2 separate regions of the Canis lupus genome follow, and region 1 is linked to region 2. Evidence: chromatin contacts called from public Hi-C data. All regions are on one chromosome and are shown on one strand. Each heading gives the region's core, a stretch centred on a gene start, on an enhancer-like site or on the middle of the called end of the contact. The rest is flanking DNA. Distances are from core to core; before and after follow the strand shown.

Region 1 (7,194 bases), core at 822-3,321, 180 kb after region 2:
CTTGCATACATTGCCAGCAGTGCCTACTTTACGTATGTAAACATCGGGGAAGAGAAGTGGATGCCTGTTACCTGGAGATTTTTTTTTTTTTTTTTAAGGAAAAACATAATTTACACTTTTTTGTTGTTTCTCTTGGCAGGTAAAACAGAAAGGGGCTCATACTCATCTTATGGGAGAGAATCAAACTTACAGGGTTGCCACCAGGTAAGTGAGAATCTTGCTTGGGGAAGGGCTGAGAGAATTAACCCGGTAAATCGGTGTGTTTTGTAAATTAGGTGATGCATTTTAGACTGTGGCACTGAGATGCACTGAATATCTGCCGATGCCTCTCTCTTTTATAAAGTAATGAAATAACACAGAGCTGGGAAGTAATAAACACCTCGTCTCTAGATCCCTGCCGTATCAGAACTGCATTCACTGGCCTTTTTTTTTTTTTTTTTTTTAATCCATCAGCCGATACCAGTGGCACTGTTTGCAAACCAGCAATGTCCGTTAAAGTGGTTCTATCAAAAGAGTTTATTTGCAATTAAGAACTTACGAATTTCTTACACTAGAAATACTTCGTGTAGCCATGCGTCAGACCCTGGGTTTCGGGTGGGTTGTTGCCCTAAATTATAGTTTTCATAGGGGCTGTATGATGTTGTGTGAAAACAGGGTTGTATTGAGAGATAAAAATGTCTGTGAAAATATGATTTGTTGTCCCTTTTTGTTTCTGAATTGTTTTTGGCTGGAAGTCAAGGCCAGCAGGCTAACAGCAAAGCCGTCTCAGGGGAAGCATGCGTGAGCTAGAAAAATAAGAGTACTTTAATTAAATAATAAAATGCCAGTGTAATACAAAGGTATAGCATGTGTGTGTTTGTGTCTCTGTGCACTCTGCATTTGCATACTTTGCACTCTCCAGAGAAAGCCCACTTCTAAAAATACTATCCATGGCCAAAAGTGTAAGCTTTGCTTTAGGACAATTGAGTTTTTGTAGATGCTTTCTTTCTTTCTTTCTTTTTCTTTATTATTATTATTTTTTTACTTCAATATCGGTATTAATCACATGTTTAAAATCTTTGATTTTGCTTAGGATTTAGGCTTTCTTTTTTGTAAGTGCATTGGTTTCTTACTTGGGCAAACTCTTGGTAGAATTTAATAATCCTCTCTCATATTCAGAGCTTTCTACTGTCTCATTCCTCACCCAAACAGAATGTACATTCTTCTTATGCTCGAAAGGGAATGCTTGCTCTCCAACCCGCTCACCCTCCCATTTTCTTTAAGGATATGGGAACAAATCGGTTTTGAATTTCTGAAACAACCTGTTTAATACATCCTGGAAAATGCAAGCAGACAGTTTTTGCAATTAAACAGAGCCTGTGAAGGATGTTACCTTTATGCATCAGTCATATGTCACTAGAGGTGGAATTCTGGTGGAGGTTTATTTTTTTTTTTTATCCCCCCTGGATATATTTGCATTTTTAAAATTGCCTCCTCTGGCCCAGCCACCGATTCAGTCCTGTTCGGCATCTGAAAGCTTGGTCGCAACGAGGTGAACTGGTGCTTGGTTAAGAACTCCTGCTACACAAGCTGCAGAGTACAGTTCATGGCAGTTTGTTTGGAAAGAATTCTGCAGGAAAGAAATTTACAGCCATTCCAGCACAACGGAAACATCTTTGGAATGTGAGTGCAAATGTTCGGGGCAGATAGCTCCGGCGACAAGCCTCTCAGTGCTGAGTCTCTGGTGTAAAGCTCTCAATTCCTGCAGAAGAGCCGGTTCCTGTGTATCTGGTTGCGGAGGGTCAAGGCAGAGGTCACTAGAGTTTTGGGGAGAAGAAAGTTGACAACATCCTTCCTTTTTGCAGATGGTCATGGCAGAGGTCTCTGTTTTCGCTGGGCCTCTTTTTCTGGTCAATGAGAGAATAGGCTTCCTCGCCCCTGTATCCTTTCTTACTAATAGGAATTGGCGTGATTCCTCACAGACACAAAGATTTCCTCTGCTGAGTAAGCGCGAGGCCCCTTAACTTGTTAAAGCATCATCCAGACCGCGTGAGTCTGTCTGTGTAAGTGCAGGGACACAGACCCTCCCTCGGTTTGTGGGAAATACTTCCCTCGGGTGAGACCGAAGTTATTTTTTTGGCAAACACCAGGTGAGAAGTGGAAGGGGCAGAGGGTGGAGTAGAGGTGGATGGACCGGTGTGTGATGGCTGCGTTTCTGGGCCTCGGGAGGCGCATTTTGAGACATTCGTGTCCAGGAAAATTCTCATTGTATATAGGAGTGTGCCTGCATATGCTTTTCTTAAAAAGTCTTCATAGTGTAGCTGTGGAGTGTGGAGATTTCTCTCTTTCTTGTGTCTGCTTCACGGTCGTGAGTCTTGCAAGAACCGACTTTCTCTGTGCTTAGCGTGGTCTCAGCAGTATCCATAAACAGTGTGATCACTTAAGGATAAATAAAAGAGCCAAATTTTGGAAATTCCCCGATTGAGAAAATAGGGGCTGGAGAGGAAAAGTGCACATATTATGAGTTTCTGCTTTCCGTGAAATTTGAGAATAGAGCAGACCATAGTGTGTCTTCCAGTGAATGTTTCTCTGGTGCCGAATTGCTTTTTTGAATCCCTGTCTCCAACACCAGCTATGCAGACCAAAGGGAAAGGCAAAGTCTCGGTATCTTGGGCTTCAAGTCTAAGTAGCAGATCACAGCTGAAATGATTCCCCACTGTGTGGCAAGGTGAGTGGCTCTCCTGGAGAGGAAGCTTTTGTTTCTCCTGTTTACTACATTTTAGAGATGCTGGGTGGAAATCCTTTAGATGATATGCCCTGAGGAGCTCCCAGAGCAGCTTTATCGTATTATAACAACGTATCCTGTGGACTTAGGGGGATGAGCACTGTTACACGGGAAGATGCTTGTTCCAGTCCCAATAGCCTTTTGTTTGGTATAGAGAAATAGTGGTGGTAAGCAACAGGTAGCAAAAAGCCGTTCCGGAGAAATAAATTATTATTTTGAAACGCATGTTTTTTTTTTTTCAAAAATGCATCAGGTTAAAATATATCTATTATATATACACATATGTCGCATGTATATAATATAACATATATATATGCGCATTACGTTTCTCTTGAGGATTTAACACTAATAGGGATAGACACGTGGCTTTTTAAAAAGCAGGTATTTCAGCCAAAAAACAAAAGCTGGCGGGTTCTTTATTAAGTTGTTTTCATCATAAATAGTCATGGGGCAATATGAATTCATTAGTGCATTTCCACGTAAAATTATCAGAGATAAACATGGTAACTTTTTCAGACTTTTGAAATTGTATAGAAAATGAACCAATAGACAAAGCAAAGCGGCCAAATGGACTTTTTTTAGTGCTCACTAAATATGGCAAAACTAATTTAAATCAAATTGGGGTACGGAAATCACACCCAGGCTTAAAATGTTCTTGCCAAATTGCAACCTCATACTACTTTTACTGGCAGAGAAAATAAAATTTATAATGGAAAGTCTGACAGAAATGAAAATTAGCGGAAATAAAGTTTTTCACAAGATAGTCCAACCTTAATACGATAACCAATAGCTAATACCTCATTGGCATCGCTGCAGATGACAAAAGGAAAAAAAAATGTCATTTGCTTTTGACCTCTTTTGCTGCTTGGAATAGGATGTTTGGCGATTGCAAACTTTTTTATCTTGCCGAGATCTTCTGTTTTTGAATGAGATGATGATGTCAACACAAGTGATTGTTATTAAGGCAGAAGTTTTCCCCTTAAATGGAAGTTCAGGATGGATTATCAGGAATTGTTTGTCTTTTCTTTTTTGGGATATACCCCAAGTCTAAAGCAATGGTTTCATTATTAGTATCTCCTGGACAAGATGTGTGTTTGGGGTGTGTGTGTGTGTGTGTGTGTGCACGCGCGTGCGTGCTCACATGTACTATGTGGAAAACTGGGCCCTATCTGAGACCAATGAAATTAGAATCTTATGAATTGGACCTTTGCTTTTCTGACAGTTCCCCAGGCGATTGTATTGTGCAGGTAGGTTTGATAATTTCCTAGAATGTTCTATAGGAATATGTTCTAAAGACATGTTCAAAAGCTGGTATTGTCACTGACCTTGAAAAAGCTTTTAGACTTCTTGCCTTAATTTGATTACTCAAGACGTGGAGATACTCTGTGTATGCACTTCATTGAAAAGGCAGTAAAAATTAGTGATTTACTGAAAATCAGGAGGATGCTTTGAAGTCTTTATACAGAATTCTGCAACTGAACGTCCCAGCCCCTATCTTGTTTGCTCTAGTGAAGTCCAAGGCTTTAACCTCATCCACATTCTTTCTCTTTCTCAGCAAGTAATCAAATAGGACTATGCTGATAAAGTTATTTGATGTTGAGATCTTAAAACGATGGAATTTAAGAATTAGCCTTAATCTCAGATACTTCTGTTAAATTCCAGAAACTTTGACACTGTGTAGAAAATGGGTCTTCTCTGTATGAAATTTGATTTGCCCACAGACCTCTTGGTTTGGGGTTCATTGAAAGTAAGCATGATAGTCGGTTCTGAAATGAATTACGCATTCAAGAATTTTTTTCTTTTAATTATTTTTAGTTTTGATACAAGAAGAGTTACAAATGACCTAATTCTAAAACTCGTGGCTCCTCTAATTTTTCCTTACCTGAAGTTAAAATAGGATGTAAGCAAAGAAGGCACGAAATCCTTTATCCCTTCTTAGGAAAATGGCTTCTTAGGTCTTGTGGAGGCAGAAATGCATCCTGTCTTTCTCATTGGACGTTACACTGAAACGTTCGTTCGTGGGGGGCCAGCGGATCCGCCCGGGGCCAGTGCATTCTTCCCGGGACCCTCCTCCGTCCCCGTACCGGGCCCCGTGCTCTCGCCTTAGCGCTGCGCGGCCCCCTTACAAGGCTTCTGGAATTTGCCAGTACCGCGGCTCGTTTCCTGCTGGTTTCCACCAAGACTCCTGGGCAGGGCCGGGACGCCTGACCTTGCGCCAGGTGGACTGTGCCCGGCGGGCGGGGAGTGGATCCCCTACTGCTTATTCCCCAGCACCTCGGTTAGGATCCCTTGGGAGGGGGAGGCCTGTATGGCCATGTATGGGAGCCAGAGGGTCAGCGCTGTCTTCCCACCTACAAAACCGAGAAAATCACTTGGGAGTCGCCCTCCCAACACGCTGTTCAGGCCCCGAGGGCCACAGAGGTCACGTCGTGGAGAGTCGCTCATCCCCAGCTTCAGGCCCTCACGACCAGCCTGGTGGTGGGCTCAGCGTTCGAGGCCTGAGCCTTCTGGAAGGAGGCGATGAGGGGATCCATGCTCTGCGTTTGCGGTGGGCACGTTACTGGGGCCACGGGTCAGAAGCAGGTCCCGTCCTTCCCGAGGGTGCTGGCGAGGACACAGGGACGAAGTATTTAAAATCGTGACGACTCCCGACTTCGCAGGGCCTGCGTTTGCCCTGTGGATGCCCTCCCGGCTCTGCCCCGAGCAGTTTCTCAGGCACCGGCTTGTTGGCTTGGGGGGCACTGCTGTGGGTGCACCTCTTGCCCAACAGCCACCCCAACACTCGCCAAAGGGGACACTGGAGCCATTCTTGCCGTGTATTGGTAAATAGATATTTATTGGCCCTCAAGGGATGCATGAGGTACTAAGGAGGAAAACAAAGGGAAGCTCTTGCCTACTTCCCCTTCAGCCCCCCACGAGCAGCTTTATGGATAGCAGCGGAGACGATCAAGCTCCACTTATTTAATTATAACATTTTTTAGAAATCTCACATAGTATATATTTTCAAGTACTCCGAGAAGTTGAAAAAAATAAGAAACTGCAGTGCCATATAACCACCACTTAACCAGTTGCTGATTTTCGTCGTATTTGCTTCATGTGTATAAATACACATATACATTTTTCAGTGAACCATTTTTAAGTGGCAGCCCTAATAAGATTTCACCTCTGTATTTCTCAGCGTGTGTCTTTTAAAAATTTAAACACTTAGCCATTGAAATAAAATAGTTATCACCCTTCAAGAAAATAACCATAGTTTCCTAATCTAATGCCCTATTTGTATTCAGATTTCTTAAATTGTCCCCCCATGAAAATGTCCTCCGTAGCTTTTTTCTTCTTTTTTTTTTTTTCCCAGTCATTGCATTCATGTGTGGTATTTAGTTCCTATGTCTCTTTATGATTTCTTTTAAACTAGAGCAATTCCTGTATTTTTTTAAAATATTTACTTTAAAGGCATCAGGCCCATTGTCTTGAAAAATACTCTCCCCTCTAGAATTTGCTCAGATTATTTCTTTGTGGTGCAGTTTAATTTGTTGAATTAGGTCTAAAGGTTTCCTCATATGGATGTTGCACATTTTTGGCCCGAATATTTCATAGGTGAAGCTATGCGCTTCATACTGCATTCCATCGGGAGGCATATAATGTCAAGTTTTGTTGCTACTGATGATGCTAACTTTAATCACTTGGTGAAAGTGGAGACCCCCAGATCTTTCTGTTGTGAAGAAACCTTTCCCTTTTTGCAATCGGTAAACAATCTTTGTGTTGATACATTAGCACTGGGCAAATATCCCAGTTCTTCAATAGTCTTTGACCTGATATAGTTTTAGCACACATTGATAATGCTTGCCTGTACTAGAGGCTTTTGAACTAGTGATTAAAAAAAAAAAAGCCCAAAAACAAAAAAACTCCATCAGTCCGTCTACATTTATAGCTGACATTCTTCTGCAAAAGCTTCCTTTCATTGTTCGTATTTTAGCTCTGGTAATTTAAGCACTTCATACATAGACAAATAAATGTCAATAATCCTTGTGTTAAATATGGAACTGGAAGGCACTGGGAGCATTAAAGCAGTCTTGAAATCTCATGAGGTATATTGATAAAAAAATAGTTATGGCTCAGGCTAAAGTTCAGAGAAGCTTAAATCGTAGGAGGAAGGAGGTAATTATAGGTAATGTCTCCTTGCAAACTAAGCTCTAGTATTCTTTTGCTGAAATTTGGGACCTTATGACAATCTCTGTCCCTAGTTGTTAGGTTAATCTTGTCATAAGCACTGGAGTTTCCCTAGATTCTCATATTGCCCCCTCTGTGCTCTAGTAATTAGTCTTAACACCCTCACAAGGTTGACCATCAGTGGCTGACCCATGGAGTCTGGTAGGCAGCTGTGTTGCTCAGAGTTGCTCTATGGAGGGTCATTAAGATAGGAGGTGTGGCCC
Region 2 (6,674 bases), core at 1,238-3,737:
TGTCTCCTGATCTTTATAACTTGGTAGATAGGCCTATTCTTCTGGTAGTTCAGGGAAAACAGAACAAAACAAAAACAAAAGCAATTCACATTTGTCCCTGAATTTAGGATAGGAAGGGTGGTTGCATGGCTTTCTGACTATCAGGTGCTGTTAACCTGGGTGGCTCAGTCCATTAAGTGTCCAAGTCTTGATTTTGGTTCAGGTCATGATCTCAGGGTTGTGAGATCGAGTCCCAAGTCAGGCTCTGCATTCAGCAGGGAGTCTGTTGGAGATTCTCTCTCTCCCTCTGTTCCTCCTCTGCTTCTCCCCGGGCTCTCTCTAAAATCAATCAATCAAGATCAATCAATCTAAAAAAAAAAAAAATGCTAGCAAATCAGTTGTGTGCATTTAAGTCTCAGACCTGATTCGATAATTTGTTTCCAGACCATTTATTCCGCTTGGAAATCAAGAGGGAGACTCTTACAATCTGACCACAAATGAGAAAGAATTTTAAGGGATTACCTAACCTAGCCTCCATATTTTATAGGAAGACGTTGACCTCAAGCCTTAGGTCACAGAGCTGATTAGAGGTAGCACCAGTGGATTATTTCTCCTAAACAAATGTTTGTGAACTTTTCATGACATCATCTCAGCACAGCCCTGTAGAGGCCTCCTCTGAGCATCACAAATAACGCGTGTGATAATGCCGCGTGAAGTAGCGTCTACAGGTAAAATTTGTTTTAAGATGAGCACATGGCCTGGGGATAGAAGCCAGGCACCTTCCCAATGTGGGAATATACAGGAAACAACCCATAAATGCCCTCATTCCTGTTTTCTAAACACTTATACAGGAATTAAAGATCTTGAAAATTGCTCCAAACTGTTATGCCACAGAACTGCAACAGAGAATGGAGGTGAGGCGCTCGGCTGCCAGGGGTACAGGAATGGGGGGGACGTCCACTCTGGTCCGGCCCTGCCTGGCTTCAAAGGTGGCTTCTATGGCTTAATAAAGTTGTGTGATTTCAGGCGACTTTGTGTCACTTACCGAAGTGCCCTGGCTCAAGCTACTCAACACTTTGTGCTTCTGAGTCTCTGAATATAAAATATGTTCTATCAAAATACCCAGAGTACCCTGGAGGTCGTTCCTAGGGTCAGAGCCGCCAATATGCCCGAGCTTCGCAGGACACTGCTTGGCTCATGGCAAACCCGGGGTGTGAGGACAACCCATCCTCATCCTCATCACTCGCTTTTGTCCCTTGGGAGCTCTCCTCCACCTGAGCCCTTCGGACCGATGTGGCCAGGGCAGCGAGTGACTGGAGAAGACCAGGGCAGAGGTCTTCTGTGTGGTGGCCCCGTTCATCTCCAGGTCACCAAGGTCTTCCATGGTGGCCCGGCTCCCTCCTCCCAGGTCAGGAAGGTCTTCTGTGGTGGCCTCGCTCCTTCCCTTTGGGTGGCCAAAGTCTTCCGTGGTGGCCCGCTCCATCCCTCAGGTCAGGAAGGTCTCTGTGGAGGCCCCGTTCCCTCCTCCCAAGTCACGAAGGTCCTCCGTGGTGGCCCTGTTCCCTCCTCCCAGGTCATGAAGGTCTTCCGTGGGGGCCTGTTCCATCCCCCCAGGTCAGGAAGGTCTTCTGTGGTGGCCCGGCTCCCTCCCTTTGGGTCACCGAAGTCTTCCGTGGTGGCCCCGTTCCCTCCTCCCAGGTATGAAGGTCTCCGTGGAGGCCCCGCTCCCTCCCCCAGATCACGATGGCCCCCGCTCCCTCCTCCCAGGTCACGAAGGTCCTCCGTGGGGGCCCCATCCATCCCTAGGTCACCAAGGTCTTCCGTGGGGGCCCCGCTCCCTCCTCCCAGGTCACGCAGGTCTCCGTGGCGGCCCCGCTCCCTCCCTCCCCAGGTCACGATGGCCCCGCTCCCTCCTCCCAGGTCACGAAGGTGTCGCAGAGCAGGGGGCCTGCAGGGCTCGAGGACCAGGTGACGATGCTCCGCAGCCGCAGCCGCAGCCGCAGGCCAGGCCGAGCCGAGCGGGCTCCCGGTGCAGGACGGCCTCGGGGGCAGGCGGCGCGGCCCGGAGCTCTGGCCCGCAGGGTCCCGGGGGCCCCCCGGCCGCCGCCTCCCACGCGCGCAGCCCGGCTCCCTGCGGCTGCCCCCACCCCCCGGGCTCCGCGGCGTGCAATGCCTTAATTTATTCAGAAACTACCCTTCGGAGGGGAAAATTAAGGGGGGGGGGCGAAGACCAAGGAAAGGGAGCCGGGAGAGGCGCGCAGGAGCCCGGGCCCGCGGCCGCCCCCGAGCCCCCGAGCCCCCGAGCCCCGGCGCCCGCCCCGCGCGCGGCCGCGCTCCTCTCCCCGCCGCCCGCCGCTCCCGGAGGAGGCGGGGCCCTGCGCGCGGCCATCTTGGGCGCCGCTCTAGGCGCCGTGTTTACGACTCTATGGCCGCCCGCTCCCGCCCCGCCCCTCCCCAGTCATTGTCTGGAGGAGCAGCCGCGGCCGCAGCGCCTTCTCTTTATAAGCCCGCAGTGCCCGGATGTGAATGGATTACAATGTATCTTTCAGGGAAACCTATTATTATCAATGTGACTCCACGGGGGAGTCAATGGTGATGATGAGGAGGAGGAGGAGGATGATGATGATGAGACACCTCTAAACTTGGAACAAGTTTAAGACTTTATAAGAGGAGAAGAAAAAAAAAAGCCACCAACAAGATTTGTTTGAGGAAAGATTCTAACTATCCTGTATTGATATATTTTTTTTTTTTTAGAAACAATAAGAAAAAGTTGTTGGAATTTTTTTTTTTTTTAATGGTTTCTTTTTTGGGGGAGGGGATTTTGTTGCAGTTTGATGGTGGAAAATGCAAAAACCAGAGCCAGGTGCATAATCTTGTATTCTGTGGATATCCCTGGAGCAGAACTGAGTACCAGTTAAAATACTTTTTTGGGGGATACACATGTGAGATACTAAGTACTTGCAGAAGATTTTTTGTCTTTCTTTTTAAAGTCACTTTCCTTGGAATATTGTGAGCATATTTGTGGCCATTTAAGGTAACGTTACAATTTGCTGTCAGAGTAAACTGTTTGTAATTGAATTTGATTTTTAAAAATGTCGATCCCGATGTTTTATTAAAACAAAAGGAACAACCTATTAAATAATTTGCCAATGGGAAAAAAGTGTGTGCATGCATTTTGTGTATGTACTTGCACATCTAGCAGTAACAGGGTTTCTGGAATGTGTATTTTAACACACGTTAAAATAGCGAAATGTTGCATATCCTGGGTAAAGCACGCTTGTTATTACGAAGCGATAGAATTACGAAGCTTAATTTTAATCCTAAAAAGTGATGTGAAAAAGTATGTTTTAAGAGCATGCAAGGCCTGTAATGGTAAATGTTGAATTCAAAACTTATAGTGCTGGCGAGCGGGGACTTAGCGTGGCTAGGAACTCAAGTGTAAAAACAAAACAACATCCACCCTCAAAAATTGCCTTTTTTTTTTTTTTCTTTTTTTCTTTTTTCTTTTTTCTTTTTGGCGAAGTTTGCAGCTCTACTAATCTGTGACTTAAAAGGGAGGGGCAAGAAAGTATGCAATTTAGGTTTCGGCCCCCCTCCCTCCCCAAAATGCAAAACTACCGAAAGGAAAATCTCCCCAGCGAAATGTGGCTTGGTTTATATATGGAAAAGAAAAATATTGTTCCTCTTGGCAAAGTCTTTTTGCATCACGTGTATTTGCAGCCTAGTATAAACTTGCTTTGCTGTGTGTGGATGTGTGAGTGAGAGGGAACGGGAGTCGGAGGAAGGAAGAAGTGAGGGGATGTAAACTCGAATAAATTTCAAAGTGCCTCCGATGGATGAAAACGGGCAAAAACTGAACTGTTCAGGCTTCAGATTGTAACTGACGATCTGAGGGAAAATGAGGTGCTCGATGAATTTTCGTTTGTATTTTTTTTTTTTTTTTGCGAGGTGGGGGGGGGAGGTGTGGATTTGCTTTTTTTCCGCGGGGGGGGGGGTGTGCATCCCAGCCCGCCCGGCCCGCCCGAGCCGCGTCTCCCCGCCGGAGCCCCCCCCCCCATTTCTTTGCTGAACTTGCAATTCCGGGCGCCTCGGCGTGTCTCCCCCTCCCCCCTCCCCCGTCCCCTCCCCTCCCCGGAGAAGAGAGTTGGTGTTAAGAGTCAGGGATCTTGGCTGCGCGTCTGCGGATCCGTGGCGGCGGCGGCGGCGGCGGCGGCGGCGGCGGCGGGGAAGGAGCGGGCGCGGGCGCGGGCGCGGGAGGTGGCGGTGCCGGCGGGGGCCAGACATGAACGCCGCCCGGGCGCCGGCGGAGCACCGGGAGCCCCTTCGCGCGCGCGGCCGGTAGGTAGCGGCGCCGGGGACCGGCGGGCGGGGGCGCCGGGCGGCGCGGGGCTGGGGCTCGGCGGCTCCGCGCGCGGCTCCCAGCTCAGACACCCCTTCCCCCTCCCCTCTGCACCCCCCCTGCACCCCTCCCCTCTGCACCCCCTTGCACCCCTCCCCTTTGCACCCCTTGCACCCCTCCCCTTTGCACCCCTCCTCCTTGCACCCCCTTGCACCCCTCCTCTTTGCACCCCTCCTCGCTGCACCCCCTGCACCCCTCCTCTCTGCACCCCCCCACCCCCGCCGGGCCGCTCGGAGGGACCGCGGACTTTGCCGAGGGCCTGACTTTAATTTTTACAACCCTTTTCTTTCACGAATTAGGGTGCTGGACAATTCCCAGGATCCGACCCTCCACTCTGCTCCCCACCCCCCCTCCCTCCTTCCCTCCCTCCCTCGCCGACCCTGTCCCCCCCCTCCCCCTTTGGACGTGTGTTCGCTCCGGAGACGCTCCTCTTTAATTTCTTTGTAGCTACTTTGAGATGCAGGGGGGGAGTGGTGCGTGTGAGTGTGCGCGCGTGGGTGCGAGTGTGCGAGTGTGTGCGGGGGGCGGGGGGCGGGGGGGAAAGTTGAGACCGGATCGTTCCGAGTAGTTTCTCTTTTCTCTGTGATCCATTCATTTCTCGCTCTACCTCCTGTTGCATAAAATGATGCGCTGAAGAGCGGCTTTCTTCTTTTTTTTTTTTTTTCTTTTTTTTTTCCTTCCCGGATTTGGTTTTAGAGTAGATAGATGTTACCAGTTTTGATCGTCTCTTTGGAAATACAATATCAAGATCGCTTTTTTTTTTTTTTTTTTTTTTGCTATTGCTGCCTATTCCATCTTAAAAAAAAAACCCCCCCCCAAAAAAAAAAAAAAAAGAACCAAACTCTCCCATCCCTCCCTCCTCACCACCTTAATCCCGCCCGCCCCCACATCCCCACCCCCCACCCCCCCAGTCTCCAAAAATCCGATTGTGTTTTCTCCAAGGATTGGGACTGGATTTTCTGATTGCGGTTATTTCCATGTTTCTAGGTTTGTGTGATTTTGCTAAAATGCATCACCAACAGCGAATGGCTGCCTTAGGGACGGACAAAGAGCTGAGTGATTTACTGGATTTCAGTGCGGTAAGAAAGAACGGTGGAAACTAACAACAGCTGTGAAAAAAAAAAAAAAAAACCAAACCAAAAAAACCCAAACACTTCAGCTAGAAACCAGTAGTGATCTAAAGGACAGGAATAATTTTTAATTGGCTGAATCCTTGGCAAACATGAAGGTCTTTTTGATAAGTTTTTAACTACAATTTTTGGGTGTGATGGACGATTCAGGCTTTTTTTTTTTTCTTCCTCTCCCAGAGTGTAATTACTTTGCCCTTGAATTCCCTACCCACCGGACCCCCAAAATAATGGAATCTCACTCCAAATGAAAGGACAAACAGACAACCCTAAAACTTGGCCTTAATCTGAACGTGAGAGTACTAACCCGTTGCGCACTACTCCTTTTATTATTATTATGATTTATTTTTTTTTTCTGGAAATGGAAAAGAGAAAATAGGGGACCCAGTTGTGTCTTAAAGTTTTAAATCGATGATGATGCTTTGGGTTTCGCAGGACCTGGCGTCCTCTTAGTTACCTCTTTTCCCAGGAACCTGAGAACTCGGATACGTGTGCTGAGCATCGTACGTGCTCTCGACTCCTTTATGGACCGTTTGGGTAGATCTCGCAGTCGTGCGATCAGCACTAAACCAAACTTGACACACTTGTGGAGTTTGAGGGCTGTGGGGGACCCCGCTCCATCCCTTTGCCCCTTTCCCAAACCGAATCCCAGACCTGTCAGGGGAGGTGATTCCTTTTTAATGCCAGAGGAGTTTGGTGTAAGATGCATTTGCAAAGCAAAATAAAAAGGATCCACAAAACGCACGAGTAAAAATCCAAACCGCCTTCTAAGTGGGGCTCTTTCATGCTGCCGCTGCTGGTGCTGCTGCTGCTGCTGCTGCCGCCGCCGCCGCCGCCGCCGCCGCCGCCGCCGCCGCCGCCGCCGCCGCCGCCGCCGCCGCCGCCGCCGCCGCCGTGCCGCCGCCGCCGCCGCCGCCGCCGCCTCCTCCGCTGCTGCTGCTGCTGCTGCTGCTGCTGCTGCGCTGCTGCTCTGCTGGACCCTCTCCTGGAGAAATGGCTTTCGGAAGTTTTGCCAGGAAACGTAGCCCTAGGCAGCTCTGTAGCCCCCTTTCTGCTTGCTGCACTTTCTCCATTCGTTCCTTTGCTTTTTGCAGGCTCTGACTCAGGGAAGGTGCGCATTATCCACTAGATACGTCGAAGAAGAGGGAAACCAATTAGGGTCGAAATAA

Evidence for each region. Hi-C and Micro-C count contacts between places; a contact is called where the count stands out from the background.
Region 1: a Hi-C map of tumor fibroblasts shows a contact between it and region 2, with 11 times the contacts expected there. The contact joins the enhancer-like site here to the promoter of TCF4 in region 2. A contact is called at or near these places in 2 of 9 Hi-C or Micro-C datasets (skin fibroblasts and tumor fibroblasts).

Annotation. Positions count from the first base shown.
Region 1 is chr1:20,346,695-20,353,888 of UU_Cfam_GSD_1.0, forward strand. TCF4 (transcription factor 4) reads left to right here. Exons shown (of 19, transcript NM_001003268.1): 5 at 140-204. Among named protein-coding and RNA genes, the nearest start is that of TCF4, 180 kb to the left of the region's middle. Within about 2 kb of position 2,072, at least 3 of the 20 cell types and tissues checked have an H3K27ac peak or open chromatin away from gene starts, as enhancers often do.
Region 2 is chr1:20,163,685-20,170,358 of UU_Cfam_GSD_1.0, forward strand. TCF4 (transcription factor 4) reads left to right here and starts at 2,488. Exons shown (of 19, transcript NM_001003268.1): 1 at 2,488-3,013.